Regions from separate parts of the Mus musculus genome. Here region 2 is linked to region 1. A link is a contact called in public Hi-C data. All regions are on one chromosome and are shown on one strand. The core of a region is the stretch at or near the end of the contact, and the rest is flanking DNA. Distances in the headings are between cores, read along the strand shown. Region 1 holds the start of Otp (orthopedia homeobox). Region 2 has its middle 33 kb from the start of Gm41032.

Evidence for each region. Hi-C and Micro-C count contacts between places; a contact is called where the count stands out from the background.
Region 2: a contact with region 1 is called in a Hi-C map of epiblasts, with 9 times the contacts expected there. The contact joins the enhancer-like site here to the promoter of Otp in region 1. A contact is called at or near these places in 2 of 39 promoter capture datasets (cranial neural crest and second pharyngeal arch cranial neural crest), 12 of 484 Hi-C or Micro-C datasets (cerebellar granule neurons, cerebellum, cerebral cortex and 3 more) and 1 of 115 datasets of contacts at active chromatin or transcription factors (astrocytes).

What each region holds. Positions count from the first base shown.
Region 1 is chr13:94,870,992-94,878,116 of GRCm38.p6, reverse strand. It overlaps Otp (orthopedia homeobox), which reads right to left and starts at 2,481. Exons shown (of 3, transcript NM_011021.4): 1 at 2,311-2,481; 2 at 595-1,004. The coding sequence starts at 2,347.
Region 2 is chr13:98,499,681-98,506,805 of GRCm38.p6, reverse strand. No RefSeq gene overlaps it. Among named protein-coding and RNA genes, the nearest start is that of Gm41032, 33 kb to the left of the region's middle. Within about 2 kb of position 2,410, at least 75 of the 459 cell types and tissues checked have an H3K27ac peak or open chromatin away from gene starts, as enhancers often do. A contact at or near this core is called in epiblasts and second pharyngeal arch cranial neural crest, where this site is marked.

The DNA.
Region 1 (7,125 bases), core at 1,232-3,731:
CCTGCGCGTAAATCACCCAAGGCAAAAAAAGCCTTTGAAAACAACAAAGCTGAGGGTGTTTTGCCTGTAAGACGAAAGAAGGTGATATTTTAAGAGAATAAAACCACACCTGGAAGTTTGAGTACTCCACCCCGCTTTTTAAAGACACCAACTGCACTGTGGTTCCTCTTCCTTGTTTCCTGTATTATTATGAAATGCCCCCCATTTATCCAAATGCATAATAGAAACTCATTACGGGGTAATGAAACACTTGTCAATAGAGCTGGAGCAAGGTGCGCGCTGGGCTTAGCTTCTGGGGAGACGAGAAGGTTCCCATCTTTGTTGGAAGAAGTTGGACTTGGGCCCCGCAGCCCCATAACACCGGGCTGCTTTTGAGGAGTTTTGAGATGAGGGATGGGGCTACAATGGAGGAAGTCCATGGGGGCCTGTGATCATCCTAGCCAATATTTGGACAGAGTATGGTATCCTCCGACCCAGGAACGTAGAAACAACAAGCGCGCAGCTCGGGATCCCAGCAGAGCACAATACCTACTCCGTGCTCTAATCCTCCCCTTCCCTCCTTGCCTTCCTCCCCTGAGCCCAAGCCCGCCTTACCTGCACCCGCGACTCGGTCAGCCCGATACGCAGCGCTAGCTCCTCACGCATGAAGATGTCGGGGTAGTGAGTCTTGGCGAAGCTCCTCTCCAATTCGTTGAGCTGTGCTGGGGTGAAGCGTGTCCGGTGGCGCTTCTGTTTCTGTTGGCCCTGCTGTTGGCCGGCTTGGCTGGGGTTGGGGCCGCCCTGGGGCCCCGGCTGCTTGTCTGGGTCTTTGGCGCTCACCGCCAGCGAAGCAGGGGTAGAGCCCACGGTGGTGATGTCCTCGCCCGGCAGCAGAGTGGCTCCTTCGACCGGGTCCGAGTTGGGTGCCAGGTCCCCTGGATGACCCCCAGGGTCAGAGCCCCCCACACCCAGCCTACACTTCACCGCCTCCCGGTGGCCCAGAAGCTCGGCGGCATCTTTCATACCTGAGGAGGGAAAGGGATCTCGATCAGTACTGTCCTGGCGACGTGAGGAGCCGGTGACTTCCCTGAGAGGTTCTGCTTCAGCCCCATCCACCGCTCCCTCTGCGCCCACGCTTGCCCCGAGGCGGAAACTGCCTGGTCCTCAGCCCGGTTTCCCAGGAATTGGACAGCTAGGTTGAAATAGCATCTCCTGGCCTCCTTCTCTCCACAGCCCGCTCTGGTGCTTCACAGCTCCGGCCTTCGTGTCTCCCACAAAACAAAACAAAAAACAAAACAAAAACAAAAACAAAAAAACCACTCCCAGGCCTGACAATGAAACACACCCGAGTCCTTTCACTAACTGTAACCCTGGTGTCCCAGGAAACCTTGAGAAAATTCTTAGTCGGGTGGTGCGGGAGAAAAAGAAATCAAGAGAGAGCCTTTGGAGGCTGCTCCTCCTGAGCAAAGGCGCTAAATGAACTCTGGCCAATTCCCTCTGACTTTCGGAAGATGAATATGTCTCCAAGCCTTCCACCTCTCAAAATAAGCCCAAATCAGCTCCGCCTCCCCCTCAAATCAGAGAAAGTGTTTGGGAAACGGAGTCACATCCATCACTAAAGCTCCCCAAGCCTGAAGCCCAGAACTTGGTAACCCAGATAGCTTCAAAGAAATTTAAGTAAACTCTATAGCCATAACAGTGAATCAAACTTTAGAGAATTCAACTTTTCTCTCCCGAGAAATAAACGGCTCGTCCCTCCCCGTCACTGGTAACACCGAGTCCCTTGTAGAAGGCAGGGATGCCCGAGAGGATGAGTTGGGCTTTTCTTCTCAACCAGCACACTTAGCAAATCCACCTTCATACAGCGGCTTCTCCTTCACAAAGGAGAAGATTTTTTTTTAAAAAAAGAAAACAAATTTAAGCACACTTAGAGGAGAAGGTGATGATAGAAAGGAAGAAGGGGAAAAAGGGATGAAAGAAATTCCAAATCAAAGCAAACAAGAGTGGAAAAAGAGAGAAACACCTCCAAACAAATTATCGCGGGCTAGAACTCCTTCCAAAAATAATAATATTAATAATGAAGGGGAGAGAGAAAGAAAAAAATAAGAAAAACAAAAAGGTGTCAGCATCCCCAACTCCGTTTTGTTTTGGAATCTACATATTCCATAGATTTTTTTTAAGACGATGTTAAATCAAATTAAACTTTAATACAGCACAATTACTTTTAAAGAAATTAGTCCATTTAGGGCGCATTAAGGTAAAATAAGGAACAAATTGACAATTTCCTGCCCCGGCTTCTCCTGGCTGCCCGGGTGAGAGGCGCTCACTCACCTAGCCTGGCGTCCAGGAGGTCGGCGTGAGACAGCATCGCGCACCGCTCCAGGGCGAAAGCTGTTCCCCCCCAAATTTTAGCGGCTTTAAGTTATTTAAAATAGATATAAGCTATAAGCTATACGATATAGATATATATAGATCACCTAAATGAAAGAAAATTCGGTTTGTGGTTAAAAAGGGGGCTTCTTGCATTATAATGTCCTTTAGAGAGACGGGGAGGTGCTTAACAGATGAATGAACCCGTGAGCAGCTCGGCGAGGGGACCAATCAGGAGGGCAGCCTGCAAATGTCAGCGCCCGGAGAGTCCCCCACTCCGCCCGCCCGCCCGCCTGCGCCTGCCGGGAGGAGGCGGCGGCCGCAGCCCAGGCAGCTCCAGCCTCCAGCAGCCGCTAAAGCAGCAGCGGCCACCTTGGCCTCGCCCTGGGCCTCTGGGCCGAGCCTCGGTCAGTTCTTCCCAGAGATTTTCTCCGGGCACATCTCCCCTTTCCTTGTCCTGCCTTGCTCGCTTCACAGGCTCTGTGTATCAGAGCTAGGGTGTCCCTGGAACGGGGGCAGTTCAGACACCAAAGCAGGACATGACCTCTGCATGACCTGAGAGTCGCCACCCCCAGCCCACACACATCCCACCGCACCCGCGCCCCCGCTGCCCCTGCTCGTGCCAGCTAGGGGACACTGGACCGCGGTAGTCAAAGCCCTAGCTCACCAGGCAGCCAAGCTACCATCTCTAGAACGACCCTAAATTTCTGCCACTGTTCTGCAGGCCTTCTCTAGAGACCCAGACTCTGGCCTACTGAGCCCCAATCCCATTGCAAGCCTAGAAAATAAAGAGGAAGTTGCCCCCCCACCACCACCCCGCCAAGGTCCCCTGTCCGCTTTGGGGGAGGGGGAGACTTCATGAAGTGAGCCTTCCTCCAGAACTCCAGAAGCTGCGTTCCAGGGCCACCTGCCCGATAGGCCTACACTCTCACCCAGGTCCCAACCTGCTCTTTCGGTCAAAGTTTCTAAGTTCAGCTAGACGACCAAAGCCACTTAAGGCAGTAAATAAAGTTAACCGCTCTTTATTTTCCTCTTGGATGTGTTAAACTACTTGAACAATTTAAAGTGCTTTTGCACAAGTGAAGCGAACCATTTCTAATGTTCTGATTTTTCAGAGCCAGCCAACAACAAAGTTTAGATTAGTAATATATTTCTAACCAGAGTAATTTTCAAGATCATTAGGCATTTATGTAATTAGTGCCAAATCTATAAGCTTTTATTACGATTATTAGAGTAAAATCAGTATAAATTTGTACTAATTTACTACTGTTTAGACTTGGCTGCCAAGCCCAGAGGTTCTTATTGTAAATGATAACTGAGGAAATTAAGTGCAAAATTCTGTACCGTTTCTGATCTGCTCCCAAACAATCCGTTTCAATTGTATTTGCAGCAGAACATGATGCCCCTTTAAAGTTATTTGACTTGTATTTTTATTTGCAACACAAGAAAAATGCCCTCTACCCAAGGCAAAATGAAAACTGATATTTACTGCTCCCAACTTGATTAACATTGATTTTTAATTCGAGGGTGATGCAATTAAGATTATTCATTTAGTGCAAATAAAGCTTCCACAAAGGGTGGCCCTCTGAAGTCTGTTTTAAATAATACCGAACAAATGGCTTTTTTTGTTCGTCGCCCAATTGACTTACACAAAACATTGAAAATGCTGCCCGAGAGCAGATGCGAGGGTGTGTGTGTGTGTGTGTGTGTGTGTGTGTGTGTGTGTGTGTCTGTGTCCTTTACTCTGTGTGTGACAGGGAAGAGCAAGGAGACAAAGGAGGCGGCGAAGCAACTCTGGGGCAGTTTTGTTTCCTCCTCGTCCTCAGCCCTTTTCAAAGTCCTGCGGTGCCCAACCCGGGTGCGCGCGTCTGCACCGGGGCACACTCGCTTGTGAGTGCAGGGTCTGGGCTACGTGGGTGTCGCAGAGCGCCGGAGAACGCTCACTCCGCAGCTCGGGACCTGGCGGGGCTGCAGTGGCCGCCGGGCAGCGGGTACCAACCGGGCCTAGCAGGAGCTGGGCGCCGCGAAGCCGGGGGTGCGCTCTAGGAGGAGCCTAGGCGACTCTAGCACGCCTGGGAGCCTCGGGGGCTTTCGGCCAGCGCCTGGTGTGCTATCCAGAACGGTTTTTCCTGAAAGGGAAATCCCAAGCCCTAAAGCAAACCGAGCCCCTCTGGTAGCAGCTTGATTTTCTCTATACACCTCCCACTCCCCATTTTGACAACTCGGCCGCGATCAGCAGGAGGGGACAGTTCAGCCTTCCAGGGCGGGACTGTACGCTCTGGACCTGGCACAAGAGCACGCACCTGGGACTGCCCCCGGGTTTCAAACTACCAAGGAGGGGTTTTCTGGGTATTCAGGCCTGAAAGGCAGGTAGAGGTGTAGTCAAGTGGCTAAAGAAGGAACCAGAAGGTGGAGTACAGAAGGTGGAATAGCGGTCGCCTGCTCGGTAGAAGAGTCTAAGAAGTCCGGTCCTGCGGTGACCTGGCTGCTTAAGTGAGAGACTTGAGAGGTCACCTGGGAAGAGAACAGGCGCGAGCTTACAAGTGTGTGCTCACAAGCGCTGGTGCCCGCTCCCGCAGCAGCCCTGTATCTGCTGCCTTCCTTGCCTGGCGTCCTCACATGTACTCGCTCGTATATTCTGCTTTGTTGTATCTTTCAGGTCGATAAATAAATGTGTAATAGTTAATGTGAAGACACATCAGAGTAATAACAATGGGACAAAATCAAAGGATTATCCATCTCTGTTAGTAACCACTGAATAACAATGTTGCAGCGTGATTGATAGCCCGCTTCATTTTATGACTTTTCTATTGGTCTTGATTTTTATAGCAGTGTAAACAAACTAAATCATTTCTTCCAAGACTTCAGAGCACAAGCACCTCAGAGAAGGGAGGGAGGGAGGAAAGAGGAAAAAAGAAAAAGGGAAATCTGAGAATGGGAGGGGGTGACGGGGCAGCTTGGGGGCGTCGCGGTGGGGAGGGAGCGAGCTGGAGCCGGGACCTGGCAGCCAGCAGGCGTGGCAGGGAAGCAAAGAGAGTCCGTGTGTGAAGTGGTTGCCCCCACGCCCCCACTCCCTGTTCTCGCTCTGCAACTCGGTTTGGCCAATGTCTGAATCCACCTGGGCAGCGTGTGAGATGTATTTACCAGAGTTTTATTCGCCATCATCTTCCCACGTTCCTGGGGCAGCCGGGAAAGTGCCGGTCAGGCCCATTGCTGTTGATAATTCAAAGCATTTCCCACATGATCATGGGAACTGAAGTCCCTAACAAGGCGAGGCTTTAGCGCAATGGCCCCCAAATCTTCGGAATGACAAGAATGTCTTCAGAAATCACTTCAAAGCAAAGTAAAAGGATTTTCTATGACGGATCCAGTGATTTTTCCTCAATAAATAGGTTTTAGATTGTTACACACACGTAGAAGTGGAACAAAGGGAACTACCAGAAAATATATTGGTTGCCCCTAATAAAATTTATTTAGACAGTTTACTTCTCATAAAAAATAGAGATTGAATTTTGTACAAGAGCCTGCCAAGGGACGATGCACCGGGAAGTCTTTTTTTTCTTCTTCTTCTTCTTCCTACCCCCCTCCTTTTAAAGAAAGCACAAAGGGCCTTTAAAGGCCAGGGAACTGGCTCCTGGCTCCCTTGGCAGGAGCCCCAGACCAAGGAGAACTTGGTAGTTCCATGAGAAGTCGACTTTGGAGGAGAGGTGTTTGTTTAAAAAAAATCTTATAGCTATGTAAATTATAAGTACACCCATTATACAAACAATGCCGCTCCACTCTGTTTGACATCCAATTCGGAACAAGTCTTAGAAATAAGGTGTAGCTGGACCAGGCAGGGGAAGAAGATGGGAGGGAGAGACCCACCGGCAACAAACCCGAAAGATGGATTTATGCAGATTAGGTTTAAGATTCTGATTTTTCTCTCTAATTGTGTTTCTGCTATCATTGCAAATCCTTTGTCCAGACAGAGACAGGGAAAATAAAAATATATAGAGGGTTCTCCAGGAAGAATTGGGTAGTATGCCCAGAGCCCTAATTGCTTTTTCCACTTACAAAAATCTCGGGTGTTTGTTAAATGTAACTGTAAGCTGCTTGTGTTGTTTGTAAACAGCTCTTTTCTGTGCAGACAGTGGGCTGAAATATGGCGCGTTATTATTCACATTCCTGCTATTAGATGCTGAATTGTAACATTGTTCCCTTTAATGAGAAGCGCCTCCCTCAATAATTAACGATCTCACATTTTCCTATTTTCTTGCCTGATGAAAAGAATCAATTTTAATTCGTGGTAAATTACAGCCATGCTTTGGGGTATTATTTGCTTACTGAAAACAAATCAAGTGACTTGAACACTCCTGTTTACTTTTCCAGATATGCAATAACCCAAAAGCAACTGTACATCAGATCGCATCGCTCAGGCGCACTTCAGAATGGAAGAAAAGATTAAAACGCAGGGAGGGGACGCAAAGGAGGTGCGGGGGGGGGGGGGGGAATGCAGGGAGGGAGAACCAGACCCAAAACATTTGCAACAATGGTGACCAGGATTTCTCAGATCAACCTCAAAAGCCCGAAGTGGTGCTTCCCCAAATCTCAGTGTCCATCCTGTTCTGGTAAGGGTCCTTCAATCACATGACCATCCCGGAATTTCAGACTGCTCCAGCGGCGGCTCGTTCACCGGAGTGGGTAGGTAGAACAGGAGCTGAGAGAGCAAAGGGCGCTTCCACACTCCTCTGCCTGAGATAACTCTAGGAGTCGCCAGCCAGAGACCACAGCCAA
Region 2 (7,125 bases), core at 1,161-3,660, 3.6 Mb before region 1:
GAACCAACTCGAATAACTGACACCCATCTAATGTGATGGATGTCCTCACTGGGGGAGGATCTCTTCGACCATCAGCCTGGTTAAGTATTGGCAGAGTAAGGCCAAGGAAAGTTGGAGGTGGCAGAAGAGCTGCTAAGCAGAGGAGGTCCTCTCAGCGGCTTGGAGGCATCAGGAAACACATAGGTGTCAGAGGGGAAAAGCAAGGCACAGGGCAAAGTGATAGATAAGTCTTTTAAAAAACTACTTTCTCTAGAATTACTCACAAAAGACAAACAGTAGTTGCCCCCAGTGACAAAAAATTAGCGGGGGCTGAGGAACAAAACTAGAATATTTTCCTATTCTACTTGTTTTGGCTCTTTTCAATAATTGACCTCCTTTCTTACAAAATAAAACCTTAAAGTGTTGTCAGTTGGGGTCCTGGTAGCTTGCTGTGGTAGTGAAAACACCTGTTTTCACAGTGTGAAATTCGGGAGTTTCAGCCTGGGATTAGGCTAAAAAACTCTCAGTGTTTTTCTCCCTCCCACTTGTGATTGCCCAAGCAAACCGAAGCTCCTCCTCACAAGCCCACTTTCTGGTGCTTCTCACTTGATCGCCACTACAGTCTTCAGTGTTGTCTGAGATGCCCAAAGATCACGGACAGTTTGGCTAAGCCAACTCTTAGCTGGCACCAGGCTCAAATCCAGAAGCCAAGGGCCTGTGAATGGCAGAAAGCGGAGGAGAAAGTTCCCTGTCTCTGGCAGTGCTGGATAACCTTCCTTGCTTCTGCCTCAAGTCAAGCTGGAGGTGAGAGGCCACAGGTCCCACCGAGTCCAACCCCTGGGATATCCCCGCTCTTTAAACTTGGGGGAAGAGGCTCCAGTGGGTTTGGTGGCACATTGTGGCCAGGGGTGAACTAGCCCACTGGTCGTTGTCCACCGGACCCCACACGACCTCTGCCCTCTTCCACATACCTGCCCAGGTAGCTCTTTCATTAGCTAAATCCATTTAATTCATTAATTAAATCCATTGACTTCTACTCTTTCTGGAATATTCCACCACAGTCAGGTTTCCCTTCATGGCCTCACGAGGGAAGACATCGAGCCCTCTACAGCTGGCACAAAACAGAACTTCCCACCAGAGCAGAGGGGATAGCTTGGGAGGGACCTTCTAGGTAGTGCAGCTGGTCTGGGGTGGGGGGGCTGTGTCGCCTGCTTGTCGGGAGCTTGGTGCACCCAGGAACCATGCTGCGAGCAAGTGGAGGAGGCCTGGGAACCCCCGAGGCCGCCGGGGTGCACATCCTGCGGCCTTGGCTAGCTTCTTCCATCGGATGGGTACGAACTGGAACTGTCCTAAATGCACCCCCCCACCCCACTTATAGTCTGTTAAATTGACTAATAAACTCAACACAGCGTTTTCTGTGCGGCTTCAAAAACCTCCGTAATTTCGTTAGAAAACGTTGAAATCCAATCCCAAAGTATTCAGCCCAAATGTTTAGTTAAAGTAACCCCGTGGGTTAATAAACTAAACAAAGTCAACCCATGCAAAACTGGAGCAATGAAAACCAGGCTAGATAAACGAAGGGAAGTTTATAAGAACCCTTTCGGAGGAGAAGAAGGTTGGGGGGGGGGGGAGCACGAAGGCACTAGGCACGGAGCTTTAATGTGAAGCATGTGAGCCAGGCTCAGCTTACAGGTACTCGGCCCCTGGCGAAGGGCGCTGTCAGGCGGCATCGCCCAGCGCGGCCCGGGAAACCCTACCCCGCTGCCGCCAGCAGTCGGGCGGCACCGAGGTCCCCGCCCCGCCGTGCGCTCCGCCCGCCCGCACTGCCCGCGGGGACCTGGGGCGACGTTCGTTGCAGCAGACCGGGCGGCGCAGGCCGGCTCCCCAGGAGATGCTCTGTGCAACCCTAGAGGCTGAGCCCCGCTGTCCAGCGCTGCGGGGAGAAGGGCCACGCCTGCCCACCCTCCACTTTCCTCCAGCCCTGGCAGTGGAGTGACAAAGGCGAGCCGCGCCCTTGACCTCCCTCCCTCTAAGGAAGCTCTTGGGAAGAGAGGGGCGGGCTGTGGATCGCCCAGTTACAATTAGTTGCTTTTGCCTGAGCAGTCTGGAGCCGCAGCTCCGGAGGTGGGGGGCGGGGGGATGAGAGAGAGAGAGAGAGAGAGAGAGAGAGAGAGAGAGAGAGAGAGAGAGAGAGAGAGAGAGAGAGACTGAGAGAGACTGACTCTGGATAGGAAGGGCAGGTCAGAAACCAGGACGCCTTGTGTCGCTTTGGGGACTTGAGATGTAAAACCAGTTCATTCTCGGGTCCACCTCGCCCTCCTAGCTGGACGAGCCATCAAAAGAGAAAAGAACGGGGACTGGCGAAGGGGGTGTGGCCCCCCTCCCATCACTCTAACTTCCCTCGCCCCTCGGCCCTCGGAATTTCTAGGAGGGGCGGTCCCAGCCAGCCGAACCCATTCTGGGAGCTGTGCGAAGAGATCAGAGGCAGTACAGGTTCTCGGTTAAATGAACCTTCAGGCGGGGACAATGGCGCGGACCTCACACGGGGGCACCGTGCTTCGCCCCCATCCCCGCTCAGCTGCCCCGTTCTTTTATTCCACGAGGTGAATCCTCCGGAGTCTCCTACGGCCGCCCCGAACCAATGGGCTGACCCGGGAGAGCGCGGGACGCTCAGGAGATAGTTTGAAAGGAGGTGTGGGTTTTAATTTTTAAAGCGTATAATTGGAGGAGAGTTATTTTTTTTTCTTGGCCAAGAAGAGGCGGGGGTGGGGGGGAGAGAAGGAAGAAGAAAGGCAGGGGGGGAAAGTCAGGAAAAACAGAACGCATTTATCTATCAACCGCTAGACAAGACAAAGAGGTTTTAACAACAGTTTGAAAAGAGCGGCCTGTGAATGGTTACTATTCAATTTGTATTTTATTCCCCGCTGGTCATGGAATTGAGATCAGAAGAAAAAGTGAAAACACATGGCCGAGGTCAAGGGATCAGAGAACCACCACACACAGCAAAGGGAAGGGGAGGCAATGGGAACTCGTGTGAAGAAATGGATTATATAAACAGAGCTTACCATCGCCTGCGCCCCATTATCCTGTAATTTACCCTGCATGGGAGCATAGAAATATATTAAACTAGTGATGGCTCTTACCATTTCTTTACAAGCCAGCCTCGTGCCAATCAAGCCTACTATATACTTTGAGACATGTTTAGAATTCTTGAACTAATGTGTTTATTTTAAATATCACAGGGAAATTATTACATCACCAGAAAATAATGCCGGAGCGGGGGTCTGCCGCCCTTTTGAAGTCCTGTTTCAACGAAACATGATTTTAATTACATAATCACTTTGAAACTATAATTATACAATAAACGATGAGGATTAAGCGGGAAGTATAGACTACATTAAAAATTGCTTAGGTCTTGAGAAAACAAACTGAACATGAGGGGGGAAAAGAAAGAGATGAAACCCGAGGTCCTGGGGAGGGGGTTGATAAAGCCTACCACGGCTTTCCTCTGGGCTGCTGAGAGATGGGCGCCTGGGGCTTTTGGCCTGGGCTACAAGCAGACGAGTTTCCTAGTAAACGCTAGCTAATCCAAGACAGAATCAAAGAGTGATCCGGGAAGACGGCTCCGCGTTTGCTTGCTAAACTTTCTACACAAGAGCAAATGAAGTTGTTTGACATTCACGAAACGCTTTCGGGGCACCGGCAGTGCCCTGGGAGATTGTTTTGTTGGCCCTTCGCTTCCAGGAGGAAAAGCATCCAACAGAAATGGCGCCCGGGGTGCGGCGTTGCCCGCAAGGAGTTTATAAACAACTGTCCGCGGCCCCAGCGGGACTGTGAACGCCCTGGGGCTCACACGCAACCCTGCTTTCCGCCTGACACCAACTTCCTGGCCCTGCACTCTCCTCCTGGACTATCCCGGTCTCCTGTAGTTGCTTCAGGGTTCGCATTAGGTTTTCATGGAGGCCAAGGGCACGAACCAGATTTTTCCTCTAAAAGGTAAACTTGGCAGCTCCCTCCCTTTCGATTTTTAGGAGCTCCAGATCTGCAGAAACAGTAGTTTGGGAATCTGTGGACGCTAGCCTTACTGCCCTTCAGACCCGAGGCTATGTTCTGGAACCGGGTGACAGGGCTCTAGGCTAGGACCCGACTCTGCCTAGACGTAGGAAGCACAAGAGGAACAGAAATGGGGGCATGGGGACCGTGAACACCACAGACAGAGGCCAGAAGTGCCTTTTTTTTTTCTGTAGAATTCATTTTACCTCTTTGCTTCGCCAGCTTAGAGCGATGGGGAGAGAGCATAAGAAACCTCGCGAGTCCTAACCTCATCTTGTAAAGGTGAAATTTTATGGCACAGTTATTACTCACATTGCCTTGGTTCGCTTTTCTGACTTCGATGGATAAGTAAAGGGTTAAACACTACCACCCCAATATCAGCCAAGAGGGGCACTCCTGCTTTTTGTTTTAAGCCCCTGATGGCTAAAGAAAGTGGGATGTTTCAATTCAAGCGCGAGCGACCCAGGGGATGTTTTCAGCAGAACTCAGAGGTGAGGCTTGGGGAGCCAGCTGGGGAAAGTGACAGTAAGCATTCTGCCTTGTTCTCGCTTGCCCCCCCCAGCCCCCCCCCCACCCCGTGGTGGTTGCTCAGTTCTGACTCATTAATATTAAGTCACATCAGTCGGCAATGGACCATCAACAACCAAGGAAAAAAATAACGAAAGAGAAATAGAATAGTTCACCCGAAGAGTCCTACTGTGAACGTGTTTATTCTTCCCTTTCCTAAGCCCAGGATGTAATTTTCTCGCCGCCTTCTTGCAAACAAAAGTGCTGGACTGGCCTGACAGTGCTAAGACCCTTCCAAAACCCCAGGGAAATTACCAGTGGGCACTAAGTGGGGGGGGGGCTGATTTTTATGGAGTCTGAAGGGCAAAAAGACAGTTCCCTCTGAGGAGGAGCATGTTGAGAACGGGAAGGGTTAAAGAGCAGGAGGAGCAATAGAAGGGGGAGATAGATCCTTGGGAGCAACAGTGACTGTGATAGGTACTATTTATCCACCACTTAGTAATACAGGAGATCTTTCTATACTTCCTCAGCTGTCAACAACTGTCCCCGGCCCCTACTGCAACAGCTACTTGATCAGTAACACCAAACATGTATGATGTTTCCTGTATGTTCTCCACTGTGGTGCCTGGCATCCCCCTCTTCCGTGTGTCACACGAATGTGTAGGGATAGCCTGATCCCAGTTAACAGATGAACAACCTAAGCACCCAGAGATTATTTGATCTGTCCTCGGCCAGATTACATTGGAACCCAGAGTGGAGTTCTTGCTCTAGACAGCATCCCCAACGGAAACTGAGAGAAACCCAGACTTATCTGAGGTTCTAGCAAGGGCAGTCTATATAACCAGGACTAGAATCTTAAGAGTAGTCATTTCACCCAGTGAATCACTAGTCCTGAGAGCCATGGATCACATGCTGGACCAAGAACCATCAGCACGGACTCCTTGTTACTCTGGAGAGGCTGGGCGGACGATGGAATGACCAGCGAGACACTGAGCTATTTCTTCTTCCAGGGCCAGATTCTCTCCTAGCCAAGGAAGTTCAGGTCTCTCTGACACCCCGGTGCAGCCCTCCTCGAAGTAAGAGGGCGCAAGGGCTCAGGGACCCCTCCTGCCAGATGCAGAGCATTGGGAGGAGGGTGATTGGGCGGTGCAGGATTGGTGCAGTGCCTGCAGAGAGATAAGGCTCTACTGCCTTTTACAGACGCTGATTGTTTAGACCTCAAAAATCAGGTGATGGGCGCCACATCTCATAGGGGTTGTCACCTGCATATCACTCTCCCAGTGCACGGAAAGCTCAAGGACAGAGCTTGGTGGCAGACTTGAAAAAAAAAAATGAGAAAGCGCTCAGGAACTGATTAAGAGGAGGAGGTTCGGCATCCTTTTTGGGTGGGCAGGGAGATTTATCGGTATTGCCTTAGCAGAGAAGTGATTCTTTGAGGGGCACGGTGCTGAGACCTTGCCAGGCACAGATCCACCTTAGCTGCATATGTGAAGCATTTGGAGGAGCATTTTGAAAATTTGATGCTCACAGTAACCTCGAATCCATTCTTGAAACGCTAGACCAATGATTCTCAACCTGTGGGTCTCGACCCCTTGAAGGTCAAACAACCCTTCCACGGGGGTAGGGTAAGACCACTAGAAAACACAGGCATTTGTATTACAATTCATAACAGTGGCAAAACTACAGTTAGGAGGTAGCAATGAAATAATTTTATGACTGGGGGTCACCACAATATGAGGAACTGCATGAAAGTGCCACCGCATTAGGAAGGCTGAGAACCACTCTTCTGTAGCATTAGCAGAAGGTTATCAAGTCATAAAAGCCACAGCTTGGGGGGGGGGGCAAAGAACCATCTGCAGCCAGGGTCTGATCAGAGAAGGAGGCATGATGAGAAAGGAAGAAGAGTAGCTTTGGTTTCTTTGGGAAGGACAAGTCCCCAGATGACCCTGCACCCTGGACGATTCCCAGGGCCTATGGTTTACAAAGGTGGCACGAGACAAGTCAAGCCCAGTTACATGCACACAGTGTCACCTCTTGGAGCAGCTTAGAACTGTGCGGTGAGCTTTAGGCTAAGAGTCAGGAAAGTCCACCTGAGCCGTTGGTGGTCCGTCTCTTAGCCTGGGTTCTGTCCTGTGAAGCCGGGATTAGACAGGAGTCTCTAGATGGTACCTTCTTGCTCACAAATAGCTGTGACCGTTTTAGGCCCTGGTAGGAATATTCAAGTCTGGACTCAGACTGGAACAACACATGGCAATGTTTCACTGAGATGCTCTGCTGACTTCTCGTAGCTGTCCTAAAGACAGGAGACTGTGGCTGTGGCAGTTCCTAGATACACACACCCTACACCTCCTGCTGTAAGGTCATTCTACTGTAGAATTTGAAGAAACACTTGGCAGAATACATGAAGCCACCCTGACCTCGCTCTGGAACGTGAGTAGGGTCAGAGCAAGTCACTGTTTTGAGCAGAGGAGTCAAGAATCAGTCTTCCGACTCAGGCATTTCTCATTGCCTCTGATATTTGTCTATCTGTCCATTCCTTTTGGGTCATAGAGTCACTGGAAATGCCTAAGAGCTTTGGAAGTGTAA